Regions from separate parts of the Mus musculus genome. Here region 1 is linked to region 2. Evidence: chromatin contacts called from public HiChIP or PLAC-seq data. All regions are on one chromosome and are shown on one strand. The core of a region is the stretch at or near the end of the contact, and the rest is flanking DNA. Distances in the headings are between cores, read along the strand shown. Region 1 overlaps Snrnp40 (small nuclear ribonucleoprotein 40 (U5)). Region 2 has its middle 23 kb from the start of 1700108I11Rik.

The links. HiChIP or PLAC-seq counts read pairs in DNA pulled down with a chosen protein or histone mark.
Region 1: an H3K27ac HiChIP or PLAC-seq map of T-cell acute lymphoblastic leukemia shows a contact between it and region 2, with 8 times the contacts expected there. The contact joins two enhancer-like sites. A contact is called at or near these places in 1 of 115 datasets of contacts at active chromatin or transcription factors (T-cell acute lymphoblastic leukemia) and 1 of 9 other capture datasets (pancreatic islet).

The regions. Positions count from the first base shown.
Region 1 is chr4:130,376,255-130,381,279 of GRCm38.p6, forward strand. It overlaps Snrnp40 (small nuclear ribonucleoprotein 40 (U5)), which reads left to right. Exons shown (of 10, transcript NM_025645.2): 5 at 1,792-1,914. Among named protein-coding and RNA genes, the nearest start is that of Snrnp40, 19 kb to the left of the region's middle. Within about 2 kb of position 2,792, at least 9 of the 459 cell types and tissues checked have an H3K27ac peak or open chromatin away from gene starts, as enhancers often do. A contact at or near this core is called in T-cell acute lymphoblastic leukemia, where this site is marked.
Region 2 is chr4:129,873,773-129,878,904 of GRCm38.p6, forward strand. No RefSeq gene overlaps it. Among named protein-coding and RNA genes, the nearest start is that of 1700108I11Rik, 23 kb to the left of the region's middle. Within about 2 kb of position 3,614, at least 309 of the 459 cell types and tissues checked have an H3K27ac peak or open chromatin away from gene starts, as enhancers often do. A contact at or near this core is called in T-cell acute lymphoblastic leukemia, where this site is marked.

The sequences.
Region 1 (5,025 bases), core at 1,542-4,041, 500 kb after region 2:
ACCTACTCTGTGAGACGGTCTCTCGCTGACCGGGAGCTCATCGTTGAGCAACTGTAGCCAACTGCAAGCCTTGTGATCCTGCACCATCTCCCCAGCGCTGGGCACTGCCCGGTCAGCTTACTCGTGGGTCTTGGGGTCGATCTGAACCCAGGTGCTCGTGTATCTAGCAAACACTTTTTCAATCTAGCCTTTTTAAATTTTTCACCTGTGTGTGTACTGGGGGAGGTAGGGCATGCACACCATGCTGTGCGTGTGGAGGCCAGAGAACAGCTTGGAGGAGTCAGTTCTAGCCCACTGTGTGGGCCGCAGGGATCAGGCGCAGGTCCTCAGGCTTGCTGACAAGCAGCGTTAGTTAGCTTACAGCCCTTGGGGGTTGGTCTCGCTCTGGCCCTGGTGTTCTGACCTAGGATACTTACTCTCTGGTCTTGCTGGTCCATGTCCATATCTTGTTTAATCCGCATTTACCGGTACTAAAACACCATGGTACATGTGCCACAGCTGGCCCCGGAGTCTTTTGTTAAAGTGTAAATAAACAATGTGTCCCATCTGTTGATTTGCTGTTTGTATTGTGTGAGTCTTATATGTGTACATGTGTCTCAAAATTAAGGTGAAGACCAGTAGAGGGCGTGCATCCTTACACACATGTGCATTCAGACACACACACAAGCACATATGCACTTGCATTCTTTTTTCAAGCTTTGGGAGGTTTTTGAAGGGGATGGTTTTTTGCTTTGGTTTGTTGGGTTTTTTCTTTTTAATTCAGGTATTTGAACAGGCTGCTGTGTGGCCTAGAGAGCCTCAAACTCTTGAGCTTAAGCAGTTGGCTTCCTTCAGCCTTTCAGGTACACATTGTTTATTCACACTTTAACAAGAGGTCTGAGCTCAGCTGTGGCATGTGTCTTTGATACCAGCTACTTGGGGGGCTGAGACAATAGGAATCCTTGAGGCCAGGAGTTTGGGACCCTATGTAGCAAACTGTCTCCTTAGAAAGACAGAGAGTCTGAAAATATTACTAAAATGACTTGTTCCAGCAGCCTTCCATTGTGTGAGAAACTGTGATCTCACTTCATGGGCTACTCTTGTTTCATAATGAAAGCACTGGGGATGCTGAGGGATCAAAACAGTGTAGTTACAACCTTGCTAAGTCCGCATCATCTGGCGTTGCTGATGGAGTGCAGAGAACGGTTTAGAAACTTAGCTGAACACACATGGTCCTCTTTCTTGAACAACCAGGAGGTACAGTTTGGGCATCATCTAGGTCTTATTTGTTCCTGACACTTATTTATATATGGTTTGTCTTTACGTTTTACATATTGGTGTTGTTTGTTTAAGATTTATTTATATTTATATTTATGTGTATAGGTTTGTTGTCTGCATGTCTGTCTGTCTGCACCACTTGCATGACTGATGCCTTTGGAAACCAGAAGAGGGAGTCAGATCCTTTGGAATTGGCTGCTAAGTGGGTGCAGGGAATCATACGTGGGTGCTCTGGAAGAGCAGCCAGTGTTCTTAATCACTGAGCCATCTCCATCCCATGTTCTGTTTGTTTGAAAGTTTATCAGACATGTGGCCTTGGAGGCAAGCTCGGCTGTTTAGTAATTTGCTACTCTAGCTTGGGTGGGAAGGAGGTAGCGTGGTGGACTTTGGTTTCAGGTGAGGAGCAGCTGCACTGCGGAGCATTAGCAAGAGTCTAGTGTCTCCTGCTCATCTGAGGCTGAGTGGAGGATGCGCTGTGACTGCTGTGGCTGCCCTGAGAACAGTGTTACTTACAGTGCTTGCTTTCTGCTTCAGCTTTGGGACATCCGGAAGAAAGCAGCTGTCCAGACATTTCAGAACACGTACCAGGTGTTGGCTGTGACCTTCAATGACACGAGCGATCAGATTATCTCTGGTGGAATAGATAATGACATCAAGGTATATTTGTTTATCTTTCACCTATATATCAGAAGCTAGTCTTTTTTAAATGTTGAGATTGCAGGAGGTTGGCACTTAATGCCAACTAAAAGGAAGAAAGTGAAATTCACTTTCTTTCTATGCTGTTCTAATCCTAAGTAAAGGTTGCATATAATAAATAAATAAATGCACTTCTCTTGCTCTGTCCTCTTGCTCCCGCTCCCCCTCTTTCTCCATCCCCCACCCCCCACCCCCACCCACACACACATGCTCATGTCTGGCCTCTATTCCTCTGCTCTCTCTTTCTCTGCCTTTCTCTGTCTCTACTGCCCTCTCAACTCCCCTCCTCATGCCCTGAATAAACTCAATTCTATACTTTAAAAAAAAAAAATGCTACCAAGGGTCAGGTGATTAGTATGAAGTGTGAAATCCTGGGTAGAGGGAAACTGTGAAAAAGATAAGTTTTAGGCCAGGCCTGGTAAACACTCATTCCTTTAACATCAGCACTCAGGAGGCAGAGGTAAATGGATCTCTAGGAGTTCAAAGCCAGCCTGATCTATGTATTGAGTTCCCAGACAGAGTTACATAGAGAGACCCTGTCTGAGAAGAGAAGAGAAGATTCATTCCCTGACTAGACATTGTTTATTCATTTTAAATTATACTTAATTTTGTATGCAAAGGGCAGAGAACAATTTGCAGTCAGTTCCCTTCTACCCTCTGGGTCCTAGGGATTGACCTCAAACTGTCAGATGTGGTAGCAGGTGCCTTACCTGCTGAGTCATCTCATCCTGCTAAAGACATTGAAAATTGTTTTGAGCTCTCTGGTCTAATGACAAAGGGATTAGTCTGTGACTGTCTACCTTCATCCTTTCATGTGGCTCTCTTTGACACTGAGGAAAAGGAAGTTTCCTAAGCTTGTCCAAGAAAAGACAAAAGACATCAGAGAAAGGCCATGAGCGTTTGGCGGTGCAGTATCACTTGGGCTTACAAGGACTTGTCTTGGATTCTAGACCCAGTCCCACCATTTTCTAGTGTTGTGATTGCCACCTGGTCTTCAGCTCCTTTAAGCCCCAGTTTCCTGGAGTGAGCAGCTAAGGTGGCAAAGACTCAGTGTCTCCCCATGGTGTTGGGAGGTTCAGCCCTAGACATGGCAAGTGCCAGTTTACAGGCAGTTCTGGGGCTGTACTTGCTGTCTGCCTCTGCATCTGCCTATTTTGAGTCTGTGAGGAGCTCAGAGACTATCTTGCCCCAACCCCTCTCTCCATTGCTTTTACACACGCGCCCACACATGCATCTTATGTAGCCCAGGCTTCAGGTCTGAGTCAAGCTTTGTATGTAGTTGAGGATGTCCTTCCCTGCTCCTCTTAGTAGAGACAGCCATGATGAAATGCTGAGAAAAGAAATAGATGGCTGTAGCTGCAGTTCAGAGGGTAGAGTGCTTCCATGGCATGCACAAAGCCCTGAACTTTATCTCCAGCTTCAAATACAACTGGGGGGGTGAGGCCTGCCAGCAATCCAAGCAGTTGAGATAGACACAAGATCAGATCATCATCGTGTTGCTGTCACTCTGGATTACACCTTCACAACAATACATCATGAAGGAAGTTGGTGGTAGAGATGGTGATGATAACGTTATCTCTAGTATGTGAAGAGTAGACAGACAGACAGAACCCAGAGTTTGGATCCACAGTCATACCCAAATTTATAAAAAGCACTTTGAAAAGTTTTCGGTACTATTTGATTTCTTCCTTCCCTTTCATTCTTCAGTTCCTTGTCCCCTGGTTGTTTCTAATAGTGGGACCTCTGCTACTGTGGATCTATAGCTGCAGTTCTTTGAAAGGTCGCCTGTGATGGTTAGTATTGTGTCCTTGACAGGTGGGTCTAGACTCCCCTGGGAGACTAATTTCTGGGCATGCCTGTGAGGGATTGAAGGATTGGTCGCTGTAATGTAGGGTACCATTCCCTGAGTCTCGGCCTGCAGGTAAAGAGGCTAGCAAGCTGAGCACCAGCATCCTTGCTCTCTGCTTTCTGACTGCAGACACATTGCAACCAGTTGTCTCATGTCCCTCACTCCCTCACTGCGAGTACCCTCAGATCAGGAGCCAGATTAACCCTTCTGAAAATGCCTTTTGTCCTGTTAGTTTTACCAAGCAACCGGAAAGTAGCTAAGACTTGACCTGTTACCATCCCAGAGGCAAGGGATATAAGTTTAGTCCCTAGTGGCCGTGTGGTGAAAGGAGAGAGCTGACTTCTGCAAGCTGTCCTCTCGCCTCCATGAGTGGGGCACACTCTTCAAATACATGAGTAAATACATGCAATGCTAATTTGGTATGTACTTATTTTATGTTAGTGCTTGGGCTGGAGAGATTGCTCAGTGGTTAAGAACACTGGCTGCTCTTCCAGAGGTCCTGAGTTCAATTCCCAGCAACCACATGGTGGCTCATAACCAGATCTGATGCCCTCTTCTGGCCTGCAGGTGTACATGCAGGCAGAGTGCTATACACACGGTTTAAGAGATGTTAATGCTTATGTAGATAGTGGCTCACATCTGTAGTCTATAGTGCTAGCCTAGGGAGGCTAGGGCAAGAGGATCACAAGCTTGAGAGCAGCCTGGACAACATAATAAGACCTTATCTCCAAAAGAAAACAAAAAAACTGGTAAGTAACCCGAGATGGCTCAGTGACCAGCACTGGCTGTCCTTCCAGAGGACCCAGGTTGACTTCTCAGCACCCACATGGTAGCTCTCGACTGTCTATAACTCCCATTCCAGGGGATCCGACTCCCTCACACAGACATGCGTGTAGGTAAAACTATTGGATATAAAATAAAAATAAATAAACTACAGATAACCAGAGTGTAGGACAGTTTCCACCCCCAAAAAGTTTACATTGTGCCATGTCCCATCCTAACGTCTATCAGCCATTGTGTCTGTCCTGTACTTCCTTCCCATATACGGAGTGTATGAGTGTGTACCTTTGCGGTGACTGGCTTCTTTTTAGTTAAGCTACAAGAATTTGATTCTCCTATCTACACCACAAGGACAGGCAGGCAGGCAGAACCATCTCGTGTTAATGACGTCTTCTGAGTACAAACATAACTGCTGCTGCTGCTGGTCTATGAACCTTGTTTAG
Region 2 (5,132 bases), core at 2,364-4,863:
CCAGATTCAACCTTCAAAGGCTTGCCCCTGGTGGCTTACAATGGCTAGCTAGACCCCTCTTCCCAAAGGTTCTATATCCTCCCAAAATAGCTCCACCAGATGGAGGATAAGCGCACAAGATGAGTCTGTGGGGGACATTTTAGATTCACACTATGACAGTGACCTTTAATTAAAGCTGGATAAAGCATCAGTGTTCATAGCAACGCTGTTCACAGGAGCCAAAGAGCTGGAAACAATCCCAGTGTTCATGAGTGGATGAGGATGCAAAATCAATCAGTCTCTCTCTCTCTCTCTCTCTCTCTCTCCCTCTCTCCTTTCTTCTAATATAATGGAATATTAGTTTGCCTTTAAAAAGGAAAAAAAGGGCCAGGGAGATGACTCTGTAGATAAAGTATTTATTGTCAAGCCTGACTACCTGAGCTCTGTCCTTGGAACCTACAGAGTGGAAGGAGAGAAGTGACTCCCACAGGTTCTCTGAATTTCATATGCACCTTCTGGTAGCCCAGCATCCCAAATACATAGATACACACACACACACACACACAGACACAGAGAGGGAGACACACACACACATACACACACAGAGAGACACACATATACACAGAGAGGAAGAGACACACACGTATATACATAGACAGACACACACACATACACACACACACACACACAAAGGAAGAGACACACACATATACATAGACAGACACACACACACATACACACAGAGGGAGACACACACACACAAACACACATGAAAACATTATTTAAAAAAGAAGACAATTCTTTTTGTGACTTGGATGACCCTTGAAGACATTAGATTCTCCTCAGGGAACCAAGCCAGGTGAAAAGGCCAGTGCCCAGGGCTGCAGAGATGGCTCAGTGGTTGACAGCACATGTTGCTTTTGCAAAGGACTCAGGTTCAATTTCTAGCACCTACACAGTGGCTCACAACTATCTGTCACCCCAGTTCCAGGGGATCCAACAGGCACGCATGGTGCACATACATGCATGCAGGCAAAACACTCATACACCATACACGTAAAGTGAAAATAAGCCTTAAAACTTTGTGTTTGTTAAAGAAAAGGCAAGTGCCACTTAAACAAGGCACCCAGAGCATCTGGGTCTCCCAGAACATCAAAACGGCAATTGCCAGGAGCTGAGGAGGAGGGAGGCGTGGGCATGGGTGTGGGCATGGGCGTGGCATGGGCACTTGCAGAATTGCAGCTTGAGAAAAAGAAAAGGTTTAGAGCTGGAGGGTGGCGATGGTCCCATGACGAATGAACAGACTCAACGTCACTGGACTACACACTCACCAATCATTAAAGCAGCACATTTATATACTCTCTATATCTCACCTCAATGACAAAAGCCAGATAAAGCTTCATTTACACTGAAAAAGGAATCAACTCACTTTTTGTCCGAGTCGCCCATGTCGCTAGCCGCGTCTGTAGCTCCTCCTCTCCCCAACCATGGATTTCATGCTTTTTTTTTTTTATTACTCCTTTTTATTTCACGGTCATTATTTTAAAAAATTAAAATACAGTTAAGCATACGGTAAAGCCTAGGCACGCACTCGTCCTGTAGCAGTAAGTCCTGGTAATGTTCCACCCGTCTCATTCCAAACACTTTCCCAAATACTTTGCATATAATTACACTCGTCCGTGGGCATTTATACCATCTTGCATTCAGGCGTAAAATCAGGTTGTAGTATAAAATAGTGATATGTAACCTACTTTCCCTACAAAATAATAACTATGTGAGCAGCTCCTACATCAGGCGCAAGCATGCATCATCATTTTAACAGCTGCCCGACTTCCCGCTGAGCATGTGGGTGTAACATCCTTATTTAACCGCGTCTCCGTCCGTAGACTCCAAATAGTTCCAGGTTTTGTTGTTATAAACAAGCTATGGTGGACATAGTAATAATGGCCCTGTTTTTTTTTTTTTTTTGCTATGGCTGGCCTCAAATTTAATAGGTAGTTCAGAGAGACCTTGAACTCATGACAATTCTCTTGCCTCGCCCCCCCTCACCCCCCCCCCGCATGCTGAGATTCAAGGCTTATACCACCACGCCCAACCCCCATCTAGTTCTTATGAAATCAAAGTGGACTAAAAACCTCCTAGGCCGCCTGCTCTCTAGAATAATTCCTGAGTCCCTTCAGAGAAGCTCTGCCTGTCCCCCCCACCCCCACCCTGCACCAGTCGATGGAGATTAATAGAGATCAACAACCAGTCAAAATACAGAGACTGAGAAATTGTTGAGTGCTTGTCCCTAAAGCGCTCTCTGTATCACAACCCCTTGCCCTGAGGCTCCGAGGACATCACTGAAGATGGCGCAGAACAGCCAAAGGAGCAGGAAAAGTGCCTCAAGTTATTGTCCCCTGGACTTGACAGGGACGCTGCACACCCATACTTGTAACCCCAGCACTTGGGAGGCAGAGTCAGGAGTTGCTCTATGAGTTCAAGGCCAGCCTGGGCTACAGAGTGAGTTCCAGGACAGCCAGGGTTATACAGAGAAACTCTGTCCAAAGAAAAAGAAAGGAAGAGAGAAAGAAAGAAGGAAGAGGAGGGGAAAGGGAGGGGAAGCAGGAGTTGGGGAGGAGGTTGGAGATGGCTAAGTAGTTTGAGAGCTCTGGTTGGCTGGGTTCCATTAGCAGCCCCTAAATGGCAGGTCACAACCATCTTGTAATTCCTGTTCCAGGGGATTCTGTCCCCAGTTCTGGTCTCCTCAGGCACTAGGGATGCAGGTGGTGGACATACATACCTGCAAGCAACTTATTCATCCGCATCAAAATAAATTGGTTTTTAAAAATAAAAAAAAGAGAAGGAAGGTTTGAAGTTGTGAGGGGGATGGGAGGATGAGAGAAGCTGAAGAGGGCAGTGAAGGGCCGATATGGTCCCAATACACTGTATCCACGTATGATATTCTCAATTAATCAAATAATAATGAAGAAGAGTCTTGGCCCATTTTCCTTTAAGAACATTCATGAATTTGCTGGGGGCGTTCCTGTCCTGATGGGTGCTTTCCTGGCCTGAATGAAACCTAGGCTTCTCCCCAGCACTGTAGAAAACATGATGCTGTATGTGCACAGCCCAGCATTCAGGAGTTTAAAGGCCAGCCTGGACTACATCAACCTTGGGGACTGTAGAGAGGACTGGAAGTGACCTGGGCTTGGCTCCCGGTGCATATGGCTGCTTACAATTGTCTGTAACTTCAATTCCAAAGAATACAACCACCTCTTCTGGCCTCCACGAGCATCAGGAATACACAGGGAGCATATACATACACTCCGGCAAAACACACGGAAAGTAAAAATAAACAACTCTTTAAAAAAAAAAGAAGCAAAATTTGCAGATTTTTAAAACAAAGATACCAGTTCTTTCCCTGGCCACTGCAGCCTTTGATGTGGGTGGTCGCTGCCAGGCAGCAGGCAGGGTCTCCAGGGTCTTCAAGATGCTTAGTCGCGGGCTGGTCTCCCCACCTCTTAGCCCCAAGACAAGCAAGCACACCTCGTGCTCCAGCTTGCATCCCTTAACAGAAGATTGGTTGACCCAGGCGAGTGCCTCTGTGAGTGCATGCGCACTGGAGCAGAAGCAGCTAACACAGGCCCTGGAAACTGACAGAGGAGCCACGCGTTTGCTCCTGGAGACGCTGTCTAACATTAACATGCAGGTCTCAGCGGAGAGCAGGAAATGCCAGCGAGTGGGGGGGATGGTACAGGGAAGGGTGTGCCCCAAGCTGAGATCCCTGGGACACCCGGGAATCGGTCATAACCTGTGCCCAAACAAGCCAGATTCGGCCGCACTTCCTTAAGGAGGAAATAAAAAGGAGCCAAGTTAACAGTGAAAAGCGGAGAGAAATTTATTCAATGTGAGCAAACCCGGAAGAGGAACAAAAAGATCCAGTGACTCCCTCCCCCAACTCCAAGTCTATCTTCAGGGTCCTGACCTGAGGATAGGGCTTAAACAGAAAGCAAGAGACATACATAATTGAGCAATTTGGCAAATATGGTCTCCCGATCGCCACTCTCTCAGCTCCAAGTCTCCCAGGGTGTCTCCCGGTTCCTCTTCCAGCAGGAAACTCCTGGAGAAACTAATTTCTTGGGGTCCATTCTCTAAATAGTCTGATAGCCAAAGGGGGCGGGGGGGGCACAAGTGTCTCTTTAGAATGTATCCATTCTTGCCAGGGAGGTGGTTATGAGAATGTCACAGGGCCATCTGTGCTAATTCACCAGTGGGTGGAGGGAAGACTGTATTCGCCCTTTGGTCCCTAACAGGGCAGAGAGACCTCTTGTGTCTTCTGATAAGGATCAGAGAGCAGAGACAGAGGTAATGAGGTCTGAGGGATGCTGGTGGGGCTGTGGACATTGCCCTCGTGTCCTCGGTACCACAGAGGAACTAAATCTTCCCATGCCCAGCCCCAGATATGGCTGGAAGCCACGTTTTAAATATCCGTGTAGAAGTTTGCATATATTCAAACCTCTTACCTCCTAATTTACATTTTTTTTGCCTGTTTCTTCTGAGATTTGGTTTTTCATCTTGTTCTTATTTCCTGATTTGAAAGCTGTCCTCTCTGGTTTTATTCTTCCTGTACCCTGGTAATTCAGCATGCTACCTGACTTATGAAATCTTAAAAATTAATCAATGTCTCATTTTCGCCCCCAGAATGAAAAACTGCCCTAAACACTGTAGCTTCATTAGCCAGCCTCCAGCTATCTGCTAGCATGCCTGCTTTTTTTTTTTTTTTACTTTTTAAAACTTTACTCATTTTTTTAACCCTCGGAAGACATCGTTATAATTTTCTCTGTAGTCAATGACTAACATGAATTATTTAGAAATATCGTCGTTTCCAAATAATGGAGATTTTTGCAGTTACCGTTTCTTTATTAATTTATAATATAAATGCACTGCGGTCTGAAAACAGTCTGTGTAATTTTAATGCTTTCAAATTTGTTCAAACTGAAGGTCCCACGACACATTTGGTTTTTGGGTTTCCGTGAGTGCTGGCAGGGAACATGGAGGTTGCAGGAATGCACTGTAGGTGCCTTCTGGATCAGGCCCGGGAACCTGACCTCTTCTGTGACTGCTTCTTTGTGTTAGTTCCAGCAATTACCTGAGTGTTGGGTTGCAGTCTC